Regions from separate parts of the Lactuca sativa genome. Here region 1 is linked to region 2. A link is a contact called in public Hi-C data. All regions are on one chromosome and are shown on one strand. The core of a region is the stretch at or near the end of the contact, and the rest is flanking DNA. Distances in the headings are between cores, read along the strand shown. Region 1 holds the start of LOC111888666. Region 2 holds the start of LOC111887777.

What was found. Hi-C and Micro-C count contacts between places; a contact is called where the count stands out from the background.
Region 1: a Hi-C map of leaf shows a contact between it and region 2, with 5 times the contacts expected there. The contact joins the promoter of LOC111888666 here to the promoter of LOC111887777 in region 2. A contact is called at or near these places in 2 of 4 Hi-C or Micro-C datasets (bud and leaf).

What each region holds. Positions count from the first base shown.
Region 1 is chr7:141,572,299-141,578,447 of Lsat_Salinas_v11, forward strand. LOC111888666 reads right to left here and starts at 2,249. Exons shown (of 10, transcript XM_023884797.1): 1 at 2,171-2,249.
Region 2 is chr7:141,391,369-141,397,356 of Lsat_Salinas_v11, forward strand. It overlaps LOC111887777, which reads left to right and starts at 1,592. Exons shown (of 10, transcript XM_042896703.2): 1 at 1,592-2,691; 2 at 2,771-3,468; 3 at 3,651-3,740; 4 at 3,843-4,448; 5 at 4,644-5,988. The coding sequence starts at 2,601. The coding sequence ends at 4,757.

The DNA.
Region 1 (6,149 bases), core at 999-3,498, 180 kb after region 2:
ATTTTCAAATACATTTTTAAATTTATCAAAATATTTTTATAGATTCAAAAATATATTTACTTGTATTTAGTATTTAAAAATATATTTACTTCTATTTTAGTATTTATAAACATATTTATATTTTAAAAATATATTTATTTGTATTTAAAAGGTATAACTATATATATATATATATATATATATATATATATATATATATATATATATATATATTTCATATACAAAATATATTGTATAGATATAAACATAAAAATACCTATTTATAAGGTTTATATTATATAAAAAATATAATTATATGTATTTGTACATATTACTAAGTAATAATATGTATTTATTTCATATTTATATGTATTTATACATATTTATATGTTAATATACATATAAACGAAACATTTGTTTTTAATTATTAGGATGATTCAATCAACCAAAACAATAAAAAAAAGTTTTTGGTGTTTGCTTACGAAGTATAGATATGTATTTATTTCATATTTATATGTATACGATAGTTTTTATCCTAAATAAATACATATTTATATCTATTAAATACAACTAAATAAAAGTAAATATATATCTATTAAATACAAATAAATATATCTATTAAATATAAATAAAAATGTTTCATACAACTTTTAAAATTATAAATATACTTAAAAGGTTTAAAGAGAGCATTTTTTGTTAAGTTAAATTTATTTATAAGTATTTTCGTACATTTAAAACATATTAATAATTTTAAAAATATATTTTTTTTATATGTATTAATACGACTTCATAAATTCGTATAATAACGTTTATATATATATATATATATATATATATATATATATATATATATATATATATATATATATATATATATATATATATATATATATATATATCCACACACGTTTAAATATGTATAAAAACGTTCTTATATATATTTGGGCTAATGTCATAAAAGACTTTAAGTTTTTAAAAAATATTCATTTTTATCCATAGATTTTCAAGTAATATGTAGTCGACTTGTTGGTAACTGGGTAACCTACTAAAGAGGCAAAAATGAAATTTTTTATGCAGACATCTGACTTTAATGAACCAAAAAGACATATATTAATTAAATGGTAAAACCGAACATTTTTGAAAACTTAAATGTTTTTATGATATTAGCCCTTATTTAAATGTAAGTCATGCTATCTTATAGAACCTTAGAAAATAAATAATCTTGTAACAAGCTTAAAAGCATAATTAGCATAATCATGACAACATGACAATATGACACAAATAAAACGTTTCATACATCTTTTCTTTTAAAATTATAAATATACTTTAAAGGATTAAAAAGAGTATTTTGTTAAGTTCAATTTATTTATAAGTATTTCATACATTCATATTTTTAAATTCATATAATAAAGTTTTATACATATTGTAAATATAAAGATATGATCAGAATATATATATATATATATATATATATATATATATATAAATATATATATATATATATATATATATAAACGTTTTTATGTATTTTTGGGCTAATGTCATAAATGACCTTAAGTTTTTTAAAAATATTTATTTTGACTCATAATTTTTCAAGTGATGTGTAGGTGACTTATTTGTAACTTGTTAACCTACTAAAAGGGCAAATATGAAATTTTTTATGCAATCTTCCACCGGACATTTCTTAAAAACTTAAATGCTTTTATGACATTAGCATTTATTTAAACGTAAGTGCTTTTATGACATTATCATTTATTTAAACTTAAGTGAGGCTATTCTATAGAAGCTTAGCAAATAAATAATCTTGTAACAAGCTTAAAAGCATAATCATGACAATATGACCCAAAGGTTAGCCATCATATATCATTCCATGTAGGCCTAGATGTCTATTCATCTTCTAATAATAGTCATAAATGCCCAAAGTATATTTTTACGTAATGATAAATATCCATTCGAAAATAAATAATATTTAACGCCCCATAATCACTTCAGTATCAATTTGGATTAACCCATTTAGCCTCATTCAACCCGATTAATCACTTATTATTCGGGTTGCAAACCAAACAAAACTGAATCAAACCAAATTAAAATCGAATTCAAATTCAATTTATGTTTGTGCTCTGAATATAATTCTAATTAAAAATCAAATATATTAACTAAATTGATACATAGAAACTCATGCGAAATTTACCTTATATTTTTTGCCCAACTCGAAACAAACAGTCGAACAAGAAGTCGGTATTTTCACCTAAAGCTTTCTTCAAGTTTGTGTAGTTAATAACAACAGTCGGTGAGTTAATACAACAAAATTGCCCGATATAAGCCACGTATCCATTGCACCCAATATGTTTTGGCCACCTCACAGCCCATTTTACTTACTTTTTGTTATTTTGATACAAGAGTCCCTTAACTTTATATCACGTGCACTTTCGACCCTCCATAGCAGTTTGCACATTTTGTCAATTTTAAGCCTTGCATGTTACTTTTGGAACCTTTCATTCTTGAGGATAGATTTTGAAAAGGCTCCACTATTTTTTTTTTTAAATTTTTTTGCTACTATCTATTATAAGTTTTGGGAAGTCATCCAATAAAATTACGTTTGAATATTTTGAGCGTGTTCTGGATCCTTTTAAAACAATATGTGACTTTTAATTGTTTCAAAAATTAAAAAAAACCCAAAAGATGTTTGGTTAATGGAAAAGATTTTTTAAAATTAATTTTTTGTGTAAAAAAAATTGGGTTTTTAAAAGTCATTGCGATTTTTGTAACTTTTAACCTGAAAAGTATGTTTTTATCCTTAAAGCTAATATAAAGACATTTTAAAAAATTTCTTTTGGAAAAGTCAGGATCAAAAAATCATTTTACAAAAAAAAAAACTTTTAACATTAAAAAATAATCCCAAACACCTTCCTTGTGCATAATTTGGATATTTGTCTTCATTTCTGTTTTCCATTTAAGAAAGAGAAAATACCGTAAATAGTCAAAAAAATGGGGGGTATTTTCAAAAAATAGACATAAAAATGAACTTTTCCGGATATAGACATGCATTCCGCGGAGGTAGCTCCGCGAAATCTACTGTAGCTCCGCGGAATGGCAAAATCGTAAATAAATCAATGTATTAAAAAAAAAACCCTCAAGATCCATTCCGCGGAGCTACCTCCGAGGAATGAACTCATTCCGCGGAGGTAGCTCCGAGGAATGGATCTTTAGTGTTTTTTTTTCCTTCCTCACATCGATTTTTCGGGGTTTATATTAATTCTTCAACTAATTATTTTCAAGTAAATATTATAATAGTATGATAATCTTTTTTTAAAAACAATTAGTTTGAGAAATGAATATAAACCCCGAAAAATCGATGTGAGGAAGAAAAAAAAAAACACTAAAGATCCATTCCTCGGAGCTACCTCCGCGGAATGAGTTCATTCCTTGGAGGTAGCTTCGCGGAATGGATCTTGAGGGTTTTTTTTTTTTAATACATTGATTTATTTACGATTTTGCCATTCTGCGGAGCTACAGTAGATTCTGCGGAGCTCCGCGGAGCTACCTCCACAGAATGAATACATGTCTATATCCGGAAAAGTTTATTTTTATGTCTATTTTTTGAAAATACTTTTTTTTTTTTTTTTTGACTATTTACAATATTTTCTATTTAAGAAACACATATTCACCTTTCTCTCATGCCATTGGCCCATTTCGTTGAAAGAAGTAAATGAAAGTGGACCATAGGGACTTAAGGCAATTTGAAGCATTATTGCAAATATGTTTAATAGGACGTCACATTTATTATAGAATATAATTCTTTTTTTTTTTTTTTTTTTTTTTTTTTTTTTTTTTCTTTCATGTGTCACCATTTTAAACGTCTTATTTAATGTGTTGTTATTTGTTAATCTATTAGTTCACAATTTAAAATATATTAGACCTCCTTATTAATGTGATGCTATTTGTCATTGTATTTATTATTTATTTTAAATTTTAAAAATTTTATTATTATTTTCATTAATTCACAAATAAAAAATATCTAATATATATTAAAAATTAATTTTACATATTTATTTGAATCAACGATTATAATTTTACATAACTAATAAAATCTTTCTTAACTAATAATTTATTTAAAATAATTGATTAATAATTTTGAGTTTTACTATAAAACTTTAATTAATTTTATAACCGTGGTTCCCACGAGTTATAAACTGCTACACATATATACACATCTCGAGTGTGCTACATATTTATGTTACAACATGTTTGATACTTCTGGATAGTTATACAAACTTTAACACCCCGCTCCCGAGTTCAAAAAGAAAGGAAATAGACGGAAATTAGAGGAAAGTAAAAGCGATTGTTGCTCCCGAGTGTCATTAAGGGTGTCAATTTATGACACGACACGACAAAAATATACGACACGAAACCGAATCGGGACGAAATCAAAATTTGAATTCGTTTTCGTGTCGTGTTCGTGTCAAATATAAAAAACAAGATGTCGTGTCGTGTCGTGTTCGTGTTTACAAATTCACATGAAATTGACACGATTGAGCATGTGTTTGTCGTCTTTTTCGTGTTTGTTGTTTTTATCGTGTTATATATGATTAAATATGAATTAAATAAAATAACAATTATGTAATATTATCTTTGTCGTGTCGTGTCGTGTTGTCGTTTTTTTAATTGATTCGTTTTCGTGTTAGTGAAAAAAAACACGACATCGCGTCGTGTCGTGTTCGTGTTACAAAAAACATTGTCGTGTCGTGTCGTGTCAGACAAAAACACGACACGACGGCCCGATTTGACAGACCTAAGTGTCATTAAAGGAAGGAAGTTGAAGGAAATGGAAGAAAAACTTTCCCTCCTTACTTTCCTTCCGATTTGGAAGGATTTGAAAAGAAAGAACAAAATGTTTAATTTTCCTTCCATTTCTCTCCAACTCGGGAGCAAAAATGACAAATTCTTTTTCCTTTCTTTTCTCTTGTTTTCTCTCCTTATTTTCTTTTCTATTCTCTTCTTTTCTTTGCTACAACTCGGGAGCGGGGTGTAAAAATATTCATCAGAATGCGAAAAGAAGATATGTGGGGTAAACTATATATGAATCTACAAACCCGTTAATTGATCCATGGAGGATTTAACTTAGGAATTGAGAATGCAACTAATGCGACTACAAGATAGGAAGTCCACGGTCCACCAATAGAGCCACAAAAGAGTTTTATCTTTTTTGTCGGAGCTTAATTTTCATCCAGTCATCAATAATTAGAAGATATATATTTGTAGTCCACTTCAATGTTAAATTTAGCATGGAATTTCAAAACCACAAAGAAGAAAAAAAATTATTAAAAATTGAAGTTAAAGTCACCTTTCTAAGGATGATAATGTTACGGTTATTACCATTAAAATGGATTCAGGGGCATTTTAGTCATTTAGTAAAATAGTTTGTCACATTTAGTTAAAACGGTTAGAAAGAGTTAGAGGTGGAGAATGGAGATACTCTGTATATATTAGATTATTTGCTTTCTTTGTTATGTAAGTTTTGATACACAACTGAATAAATGAAAGATTAAACGATTTGATTCATCATTTACTCTGTTTCATCTATTTCATCATCTAAATTCTTATATGCTATCAATTTTCTACAATCCAATCTGATTTCATCATTTCATCTTCAATCATGGAAGGATATGTTCCAATTAATGATTCTGTAACTCTACTTGATTCTTCTAGCCCTTATTTCATTAGCAATTTTGATAATCCAAGTTATGTTTTAGTTTCAAACATCTTCAATGTCTTGGCTTCAATTCCTGAAAACGATCTATGATGATTTCACTTTCCACCAAGAACAAACTCAGATTTGTTGACAAAAACAATCCTTCAACCTAATTCTAATTCATCTAATTATGCTAATTGGAATCGAGCACTTTCTATAAACATCAGTGTATTATTTCTTCCCACTTCTCATGAGATGTGGTGCAAATTACATCATCATTATGAAAAACCTAATGGCGCTTCTATCTACCAGATTCAATAGCAGCGTTATTCCATTTTACAAGGTTTAGATGAATTTGAGAGTTTCAACCTACTTCACCAAATTATCCAAAATTTGGGATGAATTACGTCTTGTTCAGAACTTTCCTACTTGTTCTTGTACACAAATTAAGAAGTTTCTTGAAGAACAACGTCTGATT
Region 2 (5,988 bases), core at 342-2,841:
GCGAGTCGGTCCCTCAACTCGCCGAGTCCCAGACTAAATATGCAAAAATGAAGAGATTTAATAACCACGAATACATACTAGGAATCAGGTGCTACAGGTTGTAACTTGAACATGGACACAAAAATACACCAAGCATGGTCCTTTTTCTGAATCAACAGAAATCCAAGGACCTGGGAAAGCCACTATATGTTGTGGAGTTCTTCAAACTCCAAGAACATCAAAGAACGGGACAAAAACCACCCAAATATGACCTAGAACATGAATATAAAAGGAAAGGTGTCAATGTATGAACTTTATACCTTCAAGAACTCAGAAAACTGAAGAGAATGCTGTATCCAAACTTGCTTCTTGTTCCTTTGCCTCCTTGTGAGCTTTCCTCTTCTAAAACTCTACCAAAAATCCAAGAACAAAGCTCAAAATTGAAGAAATAGACTCTCAAGCATGCATGGAGGCTAGGATTTCGAGATGGTGAGATGGAGGCTGAAGAGGATACCCTAAAGTGGTCATTGTTACAATAAAATATAGAATTAGTTATTTTTATTAAAAATATTTATATGGTTAGATTACTCAAATTCTCTTAAAAACTATTTACAATAGTGGTTCGACGAACTTATGAACTCTTTTAAAATTCTCTTATATATTCTTGTTATTAATTATATAAAACTCGTTTTTCTACATGTCCCTTTACATTTACCCTTTAGCTTATCATCTAGTTTTAATAAACATCATTTTTCTAATCAGTTAAAAACTAGCTTTTCACTTATCAGCCAGTCTGCCGAACATTAGCCTAAACCTTTTGTCGTCTTTGGCTTTCAATCACACTTACGCATATAAAAGTTACCATCTAAATTGGTACAAACCAGTTTTGCATCATTCATAATATTATATTATTAAATATGTGATTTCCAACTATCAGTTAGTCTATCAAACATATTCTAAATCGTCTGTCGCCTTTGGTTTTTAACCACACCTAAGAATATAAAAATTACTATCTAAGTTAGTACAAACATGTTTTACATCACCCAATAATATGATATTATAAACTAATTGTGATATCATGTAATATGACATTTAATCTCTAGAAGAAATCTTTAGAATTGGTTTAAATGTTCGACACTTATTAGGACACCATACTTATGCATGTTGCATTAACATAATAAATCAAAATGTTTTAATTAATTTCTAACCAATTATTGAATATCGAAAATCAACAACAAAACTAAAACTTTACAAAAAAAAAAAAAAAAAAGATCCATTAGGGTAGTATGGCCAAATTTAGTTGCCATTGTTAGACCAAACTTTGTCTTAAATTCGTTTGAACAACATGCCACCTAAAATTTCAATTGTAAGCCAATTGATCAACTAATAAGAATGGCAACAAACTTTTTTAAGTAATGTAATTAACCATATTTAGTCATATTATCGTGTATTTGCATTTATTAAATGGGTAATATTCAAAAAATTAAATATATCCAAACAACATTGGAGGAAATTGGGGTTTTTGATTTGGATTAGAATTGGTAACAAAATGGGATTTAGGGTTAATCCAAATTTTCTATAATTACAAAACGTTAATCACAAAAACTCACCCTTGGCCTTCACACCAAAAAAACCAACACCTAACACAAAGAAAACTTCCGGAATCCCTTCTTCCTTCTACCCCCATCTCTCTCCCCTTCTCTCTCACACACACTGAGATAAAATCTCTTCGTCTACACGGCGCAATCAAAGCGGCTTCCTGGTGTTTTTCTCCCTCTACACTCTGTGAAACCATCACGTACTATATACCTACATGCTCTCTTTATCGATATATCTTCGTCGTTCATAAAAAGCCAATTGAAACTCTTCGCTTCCTTTCTTGTTTCACATATTAACGAATTTGAAATTTTCATTCCCAATCAATCGCTTAATCGAAGACATACAAAAGAGCAGAGGCGGCGCCTTCGGGTTCTTTTGGGTTTTCCTTTAATTCAAGCGGTTAAGGGTTAGTCAGTTTAATTTTTGATAATTTGCGGCTGATATATTACAAATTTACAATACCCTTGTCTTGATTTTTTCGTACTCTGGTTGACGGACAAACCCTAGGGGTTTCAATTTGTCTGGCTTGTTTGTGGAGTTTTGGGTTCTAGGGTTTGTTTATTGGTAATGGTGGTAGGCTAATTCATCAAGAGGGGTTATATTTTGTGCTTTCTGATGATATAAAACGGTTTTTGTTTCGCTGGTGGTGGTTATTGAGCCTCTTTATTACATGAAGGTCTTGTAAGTTTGTTTAATCGCGAGCCATGCCTTCTGAACACTGAGAAGCGTTGTTGATCTTTGTTCTTGAATCGAATTTGGAAGTGAACCACAGTATATACGAAGAGTGAGGGAGATAAAGAGCCCTATTTTACAGTTTAGTTGATAGTTTTGGATTCTTTTATTGGATGATAGTGGTGGTATTCAAGTCTTACAACGTTAGGTGGAAGCTGATTAACTAGTTAAATTGAGTATCTTGATTCATTAAAGAACCCAAAACGTGGGAGTATTTGAGAATTGAGAATTATCACCCTGATGCAATTTGGGACTTTTTTGTTCCTTTCTTATGATGTTTGTTACTAATTATGGAAAGAACTGAGCCAACATTTGTACCCGAATGGTTAAAGAGCAGTGGAGGCTTGAGCACATCTCACCAATCATCTTCATTACACCCTGGTAATTCTTCTTTCCATGTTTCTTTTCCACTTAAACAATCTCTTTCACCTCTCAATTTCACCACATTTTCTTGATGTAGATGAACAAGGGGTATCAAAATCATCAAAATCCTTGAGAAACAAGTCATTAGATAACGAATTACAACGCGTATCAGTTTCAGATCGAACAACTTCTTCATATTTTCGCCGATCTTCTATTAGTAATGGTTCGGCTCTTTCAAGATCTTACAGTAGCTTTAATCGAAACAATCGTGATAGGGATAGGGATAGGGATAGAGATTGGGAAAAAGATAACAACAACAACAACAGGCAAAAAGACTATTCTGACCCTTTAGCTAACATATTGCCCACTAGGTTTGAAAAAGAAGGGTTAAGAAGGTCATTTTCAGGTGTATCTGGAAAACGTGCTGACTCATGGCCCAGAAAAGTAGCAAGTGACTTAAGCATTGCTAACAAAAGTAGCAATGTAAAGACATCATTTGAGAGGGATTTTCCTTCTCTTGGAACAGATGAAAAACAAGTTGATAATGATATAGGAAGAGTACCTTCTCCTGGATTGAGCTCTGCCATTCAGAGCCTTCCAATCGGGAATCCGGCGGTCATTGGCGGTGATGGGTGGACCTCCGCCCTGGCTGAGGTGCCTGTGATTGTTGGTAGTAATGGGAACACCACTGCTGTTCAACCATCTTCAGTTTCTGCAACTACAAGCATGACAGGTGGCAGGAATATGGCAGAAACTTTGGCTCATGGTCCTCCACGTATTCAAACTGCTCCTCAGGTATATATTATTAATCTTGAAAAGTTTATAAAAAGTAAGGACTTTATTGCAAAAAGTGAAAAGCTTCTTTTCTTGACTTTCTTTATTAAGTAATTCTTTTTCTGATAAGTAAAAAAGAAACAGTGTTTTAATATGTTCTACTTTTTTATTTTTTTAAACATTTGGTCTTTAATTAATTGTAGTTGAATGCTGGAACTCAAAGGCTTGAAGAACTTGCTGTTAAGCAATCCAGACAATTGATTCCCATGACTCCATCTTTGCCTAAAGCTTTGGTAAAATCTTTATTTTGTAATATAAATTTATATAAATGAAAAGTTATTACCTTTTTGTGAGTTTACTAAAAGTAATTATACTAATAATATAATTTTGTTTAGGCTGATAAACCAAAACTGAAAGTCAACCAATCACAAATAGTCAACCATCCACATTCTCCTAGACATGTAGTATCATCCATGAAGCCTGAAGTTTCAAAAACATCTACTGTAGGAAAACTTCTTGTCCTAAAACCCTCACGTGAAAGAAACGGAATCTCACCTACTACAAAAGAGAGTTTAAGCCCAACAGCTAGTAGTAGTAGTAGTGCCAAATTACCAAACAGCCCTTTAGCCATACCCTCAGTTCCAGTTGTGGAAAAAAGACCCTCTTCACAAGCTCAAAGCCGAAGTAACTTCTTTAACCTTATGAGGAAAAAATCAATGAGTAACAACAGCTCTTCTGGAGAAAAATCCGGTGAACAGGTGGCGGATCCTCCTCCACCACCACCACCACCACCACCTGAGGGTGGGTCTGAGTCGACTCAGGTCAAAGTCAATGGTGATGCTATTGCTAATGTTAATGATAATGGGAAGCATCATGATGTGATTCTTTACTCTGAGGAAGAAGAGGCGAGGTTTTTAAGGTCTTTGGGTTGGGATGAAACTGCTGAGGATGAGGAGGAAGAAGGTCTTACTGAAGAGGAGATTAGTTCTTTCTACAGAAACGTAAGAAATAGCAACCTACTTTTATAAATTATAAATATGTTAAAACTTAAAAGTTAAACCCTTTTGTTTCTTTATGTTATACTAGCATCTTTGCTATATATATATGTTTGTTAAAGTCTTGATCTTAGAAGGGCAAAATGGTCATTTACCCGGGAAAAAAAAATCATATGCTGACATGGAAGTGTGTGATTGCAGTACTTGAGTTTAAAGCCGGCCTCAAAATATTTGAAGGGGACAGAGGCGAAGGTATTGATGAGAGTGGGGGAGATGGAGATGGAGATTTCATCTGATTCAAAGGTGGATGCTTGAGTTTGATTTTTGGGGTTGGGGTGTCTTTTTGTTTTGATTTGTTCTATTAATGGTGAAACTGCAAATGAAGAAAGTTTTGAAAATGGAGTACATAACAAACATATTGGTCCAGAAGTGAAGTGAAGGGATGGGATATGAATGCATGCATCAACTTTGTGGGATTACAGTAGTAGAGAGTAGTAGGGTTTTTTTTAGGGTTTATCAAGGGGAATTTGGTTCTACTGATTGTGCAAAGAAATTTGGGTTTTTGTTGGTTGGTTGCTCAATTTTTGGTTCTAATTTTTCAACAAAAATAGCATATCATGATCATGATGATGGGTTATTAGTTATTTTTATCAAAGAGTAAGAAAATTTAGGTTTTACTTTTACATGTTTCTTGTTTCTTTCTTCTATTATACTTGTCATTTTTCCGGCTTCGAAAAAGAATTGGTTTTTCTATTATTATTAGGTTATAAAGTAATGATTGTTTATCTAACATATGTTTGTTTATAATATATAAGTGAGACATATAGTTTAATTATGTGTAAAGGGTAAATAGTAGCACACAATCTGTCGAAGGAATCTGTTTTGATGAGGAAGTTTATTGCGGATCGTGTAGTCATTGCTTGGGTCTTGAATGTGATTGAAATCTTTTGTGAAAATAATGATGTGTGATTGCTTAGACAAAGAACCACAGCTACAAAACAAATCTAAACACATACTAAAGAAATGTCATTTCATCTAAGAGATCGTTGATTGAGGTGACACCTTGATATAAAGTGCGCATTGAAGATAACTCGACTAACTTAGCAACTAAAAGGGTTATAAGGCACACTAGATCATGTCCGTTTGTGTGATATTGTGTCATGGTGACTGAGTCTATTGTTAAAATTTTCTCAAGTTTTCCTTTTCATAAAAGCGCCCCAACTCTTCTCTTTTTTCCCTTCCATCTTATCCGTTTTCACTCGCATTGAAAACTCTCGTTCCCATGTTTCTTCAGCCAAGAAGATAACAACTTCAACTCATTACTCACTTCATTCGGCAACCTCTCTCTCTCTCTAGAGTTTACGTGTGAAGTCGGCACCAACATCCGCTCCAGTTTCAGTGGCCACCGCGACGTAATCGCATTCGCCTCTCAAAACCCTAACCTCAGCTTCGTCATGATCATCATCATATTCAAAGGGCACATCATGTCTTGCAAAGGAAGCTATCGGTCCTCGTAGCACACCTCCTCTGATTTCTTCACTCCGTT